2 separate regions of the Sus scrofa genome follow, and region 2 is linked to region 1. A link is a contact called in public HiChIP or PLAC-seq data. All regions are on one chromosome and are shown on one strand. Each heading gives the region's core, a stretch centred on a gene start, on an enhancer-like site or on the middle of the called end of the contact. The rest is flanking DNA. Distances are from core to core; before and after follow the strand shown.

The links. HiChIP or PLAC-seq counts read pairs in DNA pulled down with a chosen protein or histone mark.
Region 2: a contact with region 1 is called in an H3K27ac HiChIP or PLAC-seq map of skeletal muscle, with 6 times the contacts expected there. The contact joins the enhancer-like site here to the promoter of HOPX in region 1. A contact is called at or near these places in 7 of 47 Hi-C or Micro-C datasets (embryonic fibroblasts, heart right ventricle, liver and 3 more) and 1 of 2 datasets of contacts at active chromatin or transcription factors (skeletal muscle).

Annotation. Positions count from the first base shown.
Region 1 is chr8:55,865,298-55,871,065 of Sscrofa11.1, forward strand. It overlaps HOPX (HOP homeobox), which reads right to left and starts at 2,391. Exons shown (of 3, transcript NM_213792.2): 1 at 2,209-2,391; 2 at 1,954-2,110. The coding sequence starts at 2,097.
Region 2 is chr8:55,920,925-55,926,692 of Sscrofa11.1, forward strand. No RefSeq gene overlaps it. Among named protein-coding and RNA genes, the nearest start is that of HOPX, 56 kb to the left of the region's middle. Within about 2 kb of position 2,742, at least 6 of the 83 cell types and tissues checked have an H3K27ac peak or open chromatin away from gene starts, as enhancers often do. A contact at or near this core is called in skeletal muscle, where this site is marked.

The DNA.
Region 1 (5,768 bases), core at 1,141-3,640:
ACCTGACCTCAGTTCAGTTCTCTCATATAAAGTGAATCTCAAGGAGAGATGGACGATAGCCTGGAATGAAGGTGTTTTGGTTTGTTTGTTTTTTCCGGAAGAAATAGAACATAAATTGAATTCTTAGCCTTTCCCTCCCACCCACCCAGTTGTTTCCATTTCTTTTCCTGTGGGGACAAAATGCCATGGTGGTTAAGCCTCTGGGCCAGGGAGCCAGGCTGTCAGGTTCAATTCCCAGCTCGGCTACTTCACAGTTGTGATCTCAGGCAAGATATTCTGTACCTCAGTTTGCTTGTCTGTACAATGGGGCAATAATACCTACCTCACAGCACTGTTGTGGGAAAGAAATGATTTAATACTTGGAGACCACCTGGAACAACAGGTGGCAAGTATCATCTGTTAGAAAGGTCAACAGAATTATTCTGATTTACAGCTAAGAGAATGACAGTAATGTTCCAAGGGAGAACCAGGGCTGCCACTGAACCCACAGCAAATCTACAGCCTTCTTTTTAGAAAGTGGAGTTTACGGTCTCTGTAGTGACGCTTATAAGTTTAGTGTGTAATTTTAAATGACAAAAGCACAACAGGCTGCCTCCTGGGTGGGGGACGAGGGGTTCCAGAAACAGAAGCTGTTAGACTTGGGTTACAGTAAATCACCTTCCATGAGGTTCTGGTTCTGGTTAGCCAGGCAGCTTGTTCCTTTGCTAAAAAACAGATATGCTTGACTTTCTATTTGACCCAGGAATGGGAAGATTTTCTATGGGCAAGTTCTCCAAAGGTTTAATTAGTAAAAATCATTTTAGACTTGGGATCCAAAATAGATCTTTGGGTCTTGGCTCCAGCATCCACTGGAGCTACAAGCTCTGAACCCTCAACTAAGGGTGAATCTCCGCGAGGAGAGGGCAGGATGACCAATGTTCTTGTCTATAGAATAGGAACAATAAGAACTTCTCTGCTTTGGATCCAGAGGTGTGAAGGGCTTTGGACTCTCTGGGGAGGGGGGCTAGGGGAGTTCCAAGTAGTGTTATCGTACATAACTAGTTGTTTTTCCATGACCAAAGGGGACACAGAAGTCAGAGTTTAGACAGGTTGGAAAAAAAAAAAAAGTCCGTTTCAGGAGCCACTACTGCACCTGCTGTTTAAAAATTATGGGGAGTGTCGTCTGCTCTAAACAATTTTCAGGGTAATATAGGAGCTTAAAAAATAGATAAATCTATGCACATACAGTGACATTTGCTTCCACTTCCTTCAGCTGTCATATCAGATGTCTACCTCCTCAGAAAACTTCAGGAAAAGACCCTACACCTTCAAGCTATGGAATCTTTAAAAATCGGAACCCAGTCTTCCCTGGCCCCGTGCAGTTTTAGCTCTGCAGCTAAGCGGAGGCCACAGCGTGACTGTCATGGACAGAGCATGCCTAACGCCCGGCGCCATCCCAGCCTCTCTCCCTCTGAACCTTGCGTTCCGGGTTTACCAAACGCGAGGACCGAATTTAGAGCTGATCGCTAATCCCTTCCAGTTCCGACGTTCCCGCCTTGAGAAGAGGTTTGAGGGCGCAGGGATCCGGGGCGCAGGCGGCACCTCTCCTGAGGTTTCACCCACAGCCCAGAGGAGAAACCAACCCGGGAGAGCAAGCCAGACATCCGCACGGGGACCGAGCTCCCGACCCGGAGGGAGGAGACGCATTTATCCGGGCGGAAGCGGGGAGGCAAAGAGCCAGGAGGAGGGAGGATGGGCCTGAGGTCTCCGAGCGGCCTCCGTGGCATTGCCGTGCCGGGTGCAGGGGAGACCCGCGCCCGAGGACGGGGAAGCCGGGATGCTGCGGGAGATGGATGCTGGACCTGGCTCCCGGGCGGGGCGTGGGGCGCGGGCAGGAGCGCTGGTGGACCCGGCAAGGGTCCCCACCTCTGGGACGTGGCCCGGGCGGGCGGGTCGCAACCCGCGGGGGCTCACCTGGGTCTCCTCCTCGGACAGGCCAGCCTCGGCCGCGATCAGGCAGAGCGTGGTGGGGTCCGGATGCCGGTTGACCTTGTTGAAGTTGTACTCCAGGATCTCCACCTGGTCCTCGGTGGGGCCGTTCGCGGGCTCAGCGGACATGGTCCCGGCGCGGCTGCGGAGCGGGAAGAAGCGGCCGTGAGTCGTGCCCTGCGCCTGGAGGTACCCCCTCCTGCCCCGAACTTTGATGATTTTCCCCGGGAGGCCCCAGACCCGAGGTGGGAGGAAGGTGACTCCGCGGCCTCCGGGCCGGAGGAATTGCGGCGGCGAGTCTGAAAAACCGCCTTCAAGGCTTCGTCCCTGGGGACGGTCCTCCAGACACGGGCCGGGTACCGCCAGCCCGCGCCAGGCCGCCTCCGAGATGGTTTGATCCTGGGCAGCCCTGGCCGGGAGGACACTCACCCACACCTCCTGCCAAGCAGTGGCCCCTCAAGGCGGGGACATGGGGGCGGCGCTCTTCGTGTCTCCCTCTTACAGAGCCGGTGACAGGTCCTCAGTGATTTACCCCTGCAGCTCCAGAGGCGGGAGCCTGAGGGCCGGCGTGAGTCACTCCGCAGGCCGCCACCTCCTCCTCCCTCCACCCCCTGTCTTTCTAAAGCCTGGATTCGGAGGCCTACGCCAGCTAGCTGCTGGCGGCCCAGCCTGGCCCGGCCATTGTCCCACCGGCGCAGCAGAGCCTGCTCACCCTGTGCCTCCCTAGGTGGGGACTTCCAGGATGGAGCCAACCCCCAGCCGAGGAGGACTGCCTTGTCAACCAGACGTCCCTTGTGGTTTGCGTTAACTGTAAAGTCAGGAGATTGGGTCCGTTTACCAGCTTTAGAGTCTCTAGTATGTCCTCACTTTAGAGCCAAGCATCCCGCTAGCAGATTTGGGAGAACATCACTCCTGGCTGCATCTCTCATGCTTAAGTAGCCTCTGAAATGCAGCCAAAAAAGGCAGATGTGCACCCCTCCCTCTCATTTGCAGGTGCGGCGGGAGGCAGGAAGTTAGAGCCTTGGAGTTCTTGGCTGAGGATTTGGTACAGCCAGGTCAGCACTTGCCTTCGCTGACAGGAAAAGACAGGCGCAAATGTGGGAATCACGCTGCCGTGTTGTTTTCAGAAACAATTGCCCAATCATCCAGTACAACCCTGATGTGGTTTGTGCCTGGGGATGAACCACACAACACTGGTCTGTTGGCATCACAGCGCTGATGCTCTTATAAGCTTTCCTCCTATGACCTGCGCCCTGTGCTCCCTAAATAAGTGTCTTTCCCTCTCCACTTGGTCACTGGCTCACCTTCAGGTCAGACCAGGAGCCATTCTACTGTGAGAGATTCTTGGGATCTAGCCAAGTGTCAGGTCATAGTGAAAGCTCCTTGTGTTTTTAGGGAATCCTATGCTCCCCCACTTAAAAGTCTGTCCCAGAGATTCCTGTCACAGTGTTGAGGCAGGATGGGGTCCAGCCAGGTGGTCAGTGCCTCCTCTCCTGGTGGCCCCAGTCTCCTCCTTTGACACAGAACTTCAGAGCTGGAAAGAACCTGAGTGAGTAACACCCTAAAATGGAAAACCTCAGCTTCAGTTTCAGTCCTATGCTCTTCTAGGCTCTCAGCAGCCCATTCTGTCTTTAGTTTAGCAGCAAACAGTCAGGAGGGCAACAGTCAAAATGCAGGTAGGGCTTGTTGCTGTCTGACTGACTGCCCTTGTGGGTTACCAGTTCCAGCCAAACCTGCCACCAGGACTACCCACCACTGCTCCTTGTGCCTGACAAAACACAGGAGAAGGGAGACTGTTGCCTCTGATTTTATGCCTTGCCCTGGAAAGTTTTGCCTAATTCCAGTGACACAGTTCTGCTGGCTCTTCCAGGAAAATTTTGCTGCTACTTTGTAGAATCCACAGTCCTTCAGAAATATTCACCAAATAAATGTACAGATTTCTAAACTGGACTATTTAAGGACTCTTCTACATGGCCTTCTCTCCCTCTTTGTTTTTTGAATTGCTATTATATAATTCAAGGGGGACTCATGTTCTTCCAGTTAGGCAGGTGCATTTTCTCTTACATTTCTGTGGTTTCCTGTTGAAGACTCTGGATGAGGTTTCATGGATAGGTTCCACTTGACTTTGAAGTACTCCTTGGGTTAGTTGGTGAAGGGCCATTGGCCATGGTTGGCTGTAAGGAGGTTTCTGGAAGGACCACTGGGAAGTACCAACTTCTTCTCCAAGATACTCCAGACGGACAAACCTAATTTCTAGAAATGAGGGCAGGAGACCTTACCACGATGGAGCGACCTGTTATTCTCCACAAACTGCCCTGTTATTTCAGCCCTCTTTGGTTGACAAGTGTTTGTGGCTCCATTTCTTCTCTCCCTCTTTTTTTCAAAGGAAACTTACAAATCAAATCATCCTAGTAACCTTGGCCTTAAAAACTTCTCAGGTCTTTCCAGTGAGGAAACTGGTGAAAAAAGTATGTTTGAAGGTAGTCTAAACAATGTCAGATGAAAAGAACAAAAATATGCTAAAGCTTCTTGAACTTTAATCTGAATACAAGTTCTGTGTGGCTGTGGTTATTAATATCTTATGAAACATTCAAAGAATGATTCATCCTGTGGTTGTGTTTCCTTTTGTGGTTGAGGAAAGATGGCGCATAAAACATTTCAAGAGGTTAAATGAAAACTGCTGGCTTCTTTCTAAATTCCAATGCCTGGGTTGACAGTCATGCCAACCTGACAGCTTTACTGTTTTCCCCTAATCCTACAGTCATTTAATTAATTAATTAATTTTTGCTTTTAAGGGCCACACCTGAGGCATATGGAAGTTCCTGGGGTAGGGGTTGAATCAGAGCTACAGCCACTGGCCTCCACCATAGCCACAGCAACGCTGGATCCTTAAGCCACTGAGTGAGGCCAGGGGTCAAACCCAAATCCTCATGGATGCTAGGTGGGTTTGTTACCGCTGTGCCACAGCAGGAACTCCTATAGTCATTTATCTTAAAAGTGTCTGCCCACATGAACCCGCTCGTGGAGAGTGCCACGAACTGGACCCTGCAGAAACCTCGCTGGATTCAGGTCTACCGTCTTCTCCCCCCTCCCAGCCCCTCTGACCTCTGTTAAATATGCCTCAGATGCCAGCCATGAGGACAAGGCTATCAAGGCAGAGACTCTTCATCACCGTCCCATGTGAGCTGGCCCATGGCAGAGAAAGTGGGTGGCTCCTTTAGGGCCATCCCCTTTAGCCTGAGTTTCCTTTATGTTCACTGCGAACTTTCTAGAAGGAATGGAATCGTGAAGCATTCTGTATTGTCTTGAGAAAAATAATGTCCTGCCATTTCCCCAAGAAAAGGGGTGGGTCTTTGGATGGGGATAGAGTTTCCTCCATTACTGACCTCCTTTTGGGTGGGGGTGCAAGGGGGACCAACTCAAGCCGTCAGCATCTCTATGAAACTGACAAATAGGAGCAGAGTATTGATCTGCTTCCCCAGGTTAACTAACACAAGGCTCGTTTTAAAAGAAAGGATTTTTTTGGTTTTCACTTGTTAGTTAACCAAGAACCTGGTAGTCAATGTCATTAATCTTAGACCAGTAATTCTCATGCCTGGCTGGGCCTCAGAATCACCTGTAGAAATGCCCAGGCCCACTGCAGACTACCTGAACCAAAACCATGTTGTAAGGAACCCAGCATGGGAGAAACACAAAAAATATCTCAGCTCTCACAAGACTTTCACCTTAATCAACTATAAATGTTCAAACTTATAAATGTTTCATGCTTTGTACTATAAAGAAACTAAAATATCTTCTCA
Region 2 (5,768 bases), core at 1,492-3,991, 56 kb after region 1:
TGGGCTGATCTTCTTGGGCACATGGAGGTTCCCAGGCTAGGGGTCAAATTGGAGCTGTAGCCACCAGTCTATACCAGAGCCACAGCAATGCAGGATCCAAGCCTTGTCTGCAAACTACACCACAGCTCACAACAATGCCAGATCCTTAACCCACTGAACAAGGCCAGGGATTGAACCCACAACCTCATGTTTCCTAGTCGGATTCGTTAACCACTGAGCCACAACGGGAACTCCTCGTTTGATCATATTTATGGCATTTTTCTCATACTGACATATCTGTTTGTCACCTATTTATTAGAAAGTACATGCTCTGAGAAATTTTTTCTGCTAAACTTCAAATACCCAAGTGCCCAGAGAGCCTTAAACGTTAAAGGTTAAAATTCAGTAAATAGTGGTTGAATTGAATAAAGTTTCCAGGGCTGATATCTCTCCTGTCCTAATTTATTATCCAGTTTATCATTTTACACCTTTCACTGAAATAAAACACATTCCTTTCAGGAGGGAGGGTGTGAGGAAAAGCACAGTAGAGGCCCTTGACCCAGGTCACGTACATTCCATGGCTTGAATTTCATCAAACTCCATGGGCAGGTAGTCTCTGGGTGTTCCCTAGTGGGCAACACCCTTCCAGCCTAACTTCATGCATTTCCAACCCGTCACCCATCATTGTCAGAGGGAGAATGGCACAAGACACGTCAAACAGGAACAGCATCTATATCAGTAGAGGGCTAGAGGCATCCATTCAACACCTACTATGACTGGCACACTTCAGTGCTGGAGACGGAGGGCTGATGGGGGGTACACAGTGTCGGAACCCCCAAGTATACTTCTGGTGAGAGTAGCTGCTGTAGTGATAGCTTCCTGTGCCAGGCCCTGGACTTGGCTTGTCTCACTCAGTCCTCACAGCAACCCCTGGCATCATCCTCATTTGTAGGTGGGAAAACGGAGGCTTAAAGAGGTGAAGTACTCTGCCCTGGCTTAGCGGGTAGTGGGGCTAAGAAGTAAACCTCGGGTTTATGACTTGGCTCCATTCTTAGAAGCACTCACTCACTCAGCATGATTTTGTTCTGCTCAAAATAGATTCCTCTTCTCTTTATTCTTCGAGTCTTGCAGTGTGGCTTTGGGTGAAGGAATGTATAACATAAACATTCCTGCCTTTCTCCGCATCTGGAGATTCCACATGTTCCTGGAGCGTTAGCCCTCTGAATTTCTCTGGCACTCCTTTGCCTGCAGCGCCCAGACTGGAGGAGTCTGAGGGCGAGGCAGTGTCTGCTCACATATATCTTAAGTTAACCCTCCCACCTTTCTCTGCCCTGAGACTCTTGCTTTTGCTATTGTATGGGTTTTTGCAGATCTCCTCAAATCCTTTGTGGAACAGGTATTGCAAAAGTAAATAAAAGATGCCTTGTGCCTACTGGCTGCTGAATGTGTCACGTGAACATGGACTCGGCTGCCTGACGTGTGAGGGCCTTTGGAGAACACCTCATCCAGCTTTTGTTTTGTGCCACAGAGATGCTTTGGAGGCTGTTGGGCTCCTCACCCCCACTGCTTCTGGAACCCATCACTGTAATGTCTTTTGCATATAGAGCACCTGGAACATGGCCTCTAAAAAATGGATTCTCTGACAAATAAGAGTTTGTTTTGTTTATTGGAATGCTTGTGCATCGCCGATGGGAATGTAAAACAGTACAGTCCACTGTGGGAAACGGCTTGATGGTTCCTCAAGAAATTAAACAGAATTATCTTATGATCCAGAAATTCCACTTCGGGGTATGTGGCCAAAAGAAGAGAAAGCAGGGACTCAAATACTTCAACACCCACGTTCACAGCAGCATTAGTCACAAGAGCCAAAAGGTGGAGCAACCCAATCGATGAATAAATGATTAAACAAAATATGGTGTATACATACAGGGAAATATTGTTCAGACTTTCAAATAAAGAAAATTCAAACACAGGCTATCCCATAGATGAAATCTGAAGACATTGTGCTGAGTGAAATAAGTCAGTCAAAAAGAACAAATAGGAGTTTATGTTGTGGCTCTGTGGTAATGAACCCGACCAAGATCCATGCGGATGTGGGTTCAATCCCTGGCCTTGCTCAATGGGTTAAGGATCTGACATTGCTGTGAGCTGTGGTGTAGGTCACAGACCTGGCTTGGATCCTGCATTGCTGTGGCTATGGTGCAGGCCAGCAGCTGTAACTCCAATTCAACCCCTAGCCTGGGAACCTCCATATGCCATGGGTGCAGTCCTAAAAAGACAAAAAAAATAAAATAAAAAAAGGATATATGGAACATACAGTATAGGAAATATAGCCAGTATTTTGTAATAACTATAAATGGAGTATAATCTTTAAAAATTGTGAAGTCCCATCTTGTACACCTGAAACTTATATAGCATAAATCAAGTATATCTCAATTTAAAAAAAAAAAGTTAAATTTCTCATTTAATAGCAGAGGAACCTGAGTTTCAAGGTGAAGCAGCTTGTCCAAGGTCACCTGGCAAAGGGGACAACCTGGTGGGAAGAGGCCCCAGGGCTGCTGGCTGCCAGGTGGTGCCTCTCCCAGCTGTGACACCCTCCTCCTCCGGGGTGAGGGTCCAAGGAAGCCCACCCCATGAGACCCTGGAGATGGTCACCCACTGGAGGCTACGTGTTCCGTCTCCCTGTCCACAGCCCTGCCATCTTCTCTCCATTTTTCTCTCCCTTTTCTCCCAGAGCTGAGGGCCTCTGATAGTCACAGGGAGGTCCTCATTGGAAAAGCCCTGGACAAGCAAACATGGATGGAGTGGCTCCAGTGGAAAATGCATGCGTGTAGATGGGAATTTTCCTATTTTTCTTGGCTCGTAGCTGTTGGAATTTCTTCCAAGTGGACTTTCCAGCCCCAGGCTGGCTCCTAAGCAGGAGTTAGGTTTTTCTGTGTGAATCTCTCTGGGCCTGCTGTTGTCTCCTTTGGAGGGCCCAGCCGCCCTGCCCGCTGGGCTTGAGCGGCGCCCCATCACTGGAGAAGCAGGTCCTGGCAAGCCTGGAGGCATGGCCGTTCCACCCAAGAAAGGGCCCACCCTGGGGAACCGGTTGATTCACCCGCTGCAGGAACACCTGCTGCCTTAGGGAGCTCAGCGCACCAGGTGAGAGGCCTCGGAGACCCCGGTTGGGGCCACTCGTCCCCAGTGGACCATAAGACTTAGCCAAGGGCAGGAGCCACGAATAAGTGGAGAGTTTAAAGCCACTCTGATAGCTGAGGCACACTGTCCACAAAGAGAGCTGCTGGTGCCCTCGAGGGAACGATTCTTTCAGTCTTCGGTCCACAAATGTGGATGGAGCCCCTGTTGTGGACTGGACACTGTGCTAGGAGTGGGGATACGTGGGAGAGTGATAGTAAGTCTTCTGCCCACACGGAAGTGACAGGCTAGTGGAGGAAGCAAATTAGTAAGGAAACAATGAAATAAGCAAGAACATTATAGACAAAGACCACCAGAGAGGAGAGATGATGATGGTGAGGGTGGCAGAAGGGGCAGTTATGCGGCCACTTCAGGGGAGGTGGTTAGAGAAGGCCACACACTGAGACAGAGACTCTAAGCTGAAACCTGAAACGTAATAGGAAGTCAAATCAATGAAAAGCCAGGAAGCCAACATAGGCAAAGGCTGAAGACAGAAAGGGAGTGGCATGTGTGGGGACTAGAAGGGTCCCTGAGTGGTTGCAGGAGATGGAAGAGGCCAGGATGCTTGGAGCCTTGTTGGCTTTTAGTCTAAAGGAAATAAGGAAGCGTTGGAAGGTTTAAACATAGATGGAAACATCTTCTTGGCCGAGACCTCCCTAATGCTGACCATTTAACTCTCCAAATTCCTGGGCCCCAGTCTTAAATAAGCCCTTCTCATGCTAGAGCGTAGAAATTAGGCAGTCAGAAATTCTAGAGTCCATGAGATTCCTAAAAGGCCTGGGCCACGTTGCATCAACTTTCCTAAGTGCCCCTCGCTTTGTCTGCTGTTAAGGTTGGAATTCAGCCTTAAACCCCCTCCTGTCTGAGGCCTGACAGCACAGAAGAGAAGCACAGAGTCTGTCACTGACGTCACTACATCTGGAATAAAGATCAAGCCAGCTGCTCATCAAATTCAACACTTATATTTCCTTCCCTGCCTCCCCTCACTTAACTAAAGTTAAGCAACAGACATTGAACTGGTGAATGACACATTCTCCAAAAATCTATCCAGATATATTGTCATTATTTGCCAAAGCTGCAATTAACCCTGATTAAGGCTAGCCACTGCCCCACCCCCACCCACAGAGGAAAACCCAACCCACTCCCCACCTGTAACCCAGAAAAATAGAAACTGCTTCATGAGCACAGGTGATCCCAGAGCCCTCTTACAGCATTTGTGTCTTGCTCCCTGTAACACTGGCCTGGCCCCCAGGGTATGGAGAACAAGTTGACATCTGCAGGAAATGTAGGGAAGGGATCTGTCTTGGTTGGAAAGGTGGGATTCTGGCCTGTTTTCCTTCCTACTGAAGGGTCGTCTTTCTCTGGTCATTTCAAGGATTTCTGGCTCCTACTTGACTTCTTTTCTTTCATTTATCCCATGAATATTTATGGAGCAGTTAATATATGTCATGGAAACATGTCTTGTATGAGTCTCTTTCTGGAATGATACAGTAGATGATGGAGCATGAATTCTGAAGTTAAAAGACCTCAGTGTTGAGTCCAGAAGATTTCACTTGCCTGGAGCAAAATATTTTACTCCCCAAAGTGGCTTTGGCCACTTAAAGGCTGCTCTGAGGATCTCATATAATGATGACTATGCAAGGTCTGTAAATTCTAAAGTGCTTCAAAATGATAGCTGGTTTTTGAGGATATTGCCTTTGTTTGGGAAGGGTCTCCTTGTGATCACTCACAACCTGTGGCCAGGTGACATCAAGGGAGGGCAAGGCTCCCTGGAACGTGCCCCACCAAGGCCACTGCAGCAGCCTTAACTATGCATCCAACCATCTCAGGCTCTTATGCAATTTGGGGAGAGAGGCTGTTGGAACAGTGATGGTTTAAGACCGCCACGTCCATCCTCTCTAACTCCCTCACCATCAGCCTCTCCCTGTTGAACAGCGACAAGGGGCAGTGGGCATTTTTGGAATCTGGCTGAAGAGAAGTTGAGTTGAGGATACAGGGCGTTTGGATTGACAGGCAGAGACTTCTGTGATGTGTGGTCACTTCCGTGTTTGGTGATGCCATTCCCAGGCCTCCTGGTGTAGTAGGAACCACCAGGAGGACCCGTAGGGCCTCCCGAGGCAGGCTCTTCCCCCACATCCTCTGCCTGAGCTCCCTCTGAAGTAGCCAGATTACAGTCTCTCATGCATATTTCCTGAGTTTTTCAGATGCTAAAAACCCCCAAGGGGAAGAAATTAACTACTTGATGATCCTGTAGCCTCCACACCTGCTGGCGCCTAAGGCCTGACAAAGTCAACCTCAGCCAATCAGAGATCTGTGCACGAGTTGATCACACACCCTGTGACTGCCCCCTCCCCCCACCCCGAGTTCGAGCTTTGGGGGCGGGAGCTACCTATCTCCCTGCCTGGCCCCACAGTAAACCTTTCTCTGCTCCAAACTCCAAAGTTTCAGTTGCTTTGGCCTCACTGTGCACTGGGCACAGACACTTGTGGTCGCTAACAGAAATGGCTGCTAGGAACACTCCTAACATCCCTTGACGGTGCGCCTGGCGCCAAAAGGTGGAAGGGAAGAGCCAAGGGCAAAGTGGCATGACCCTGTCCCCAGGTACCCAGCAC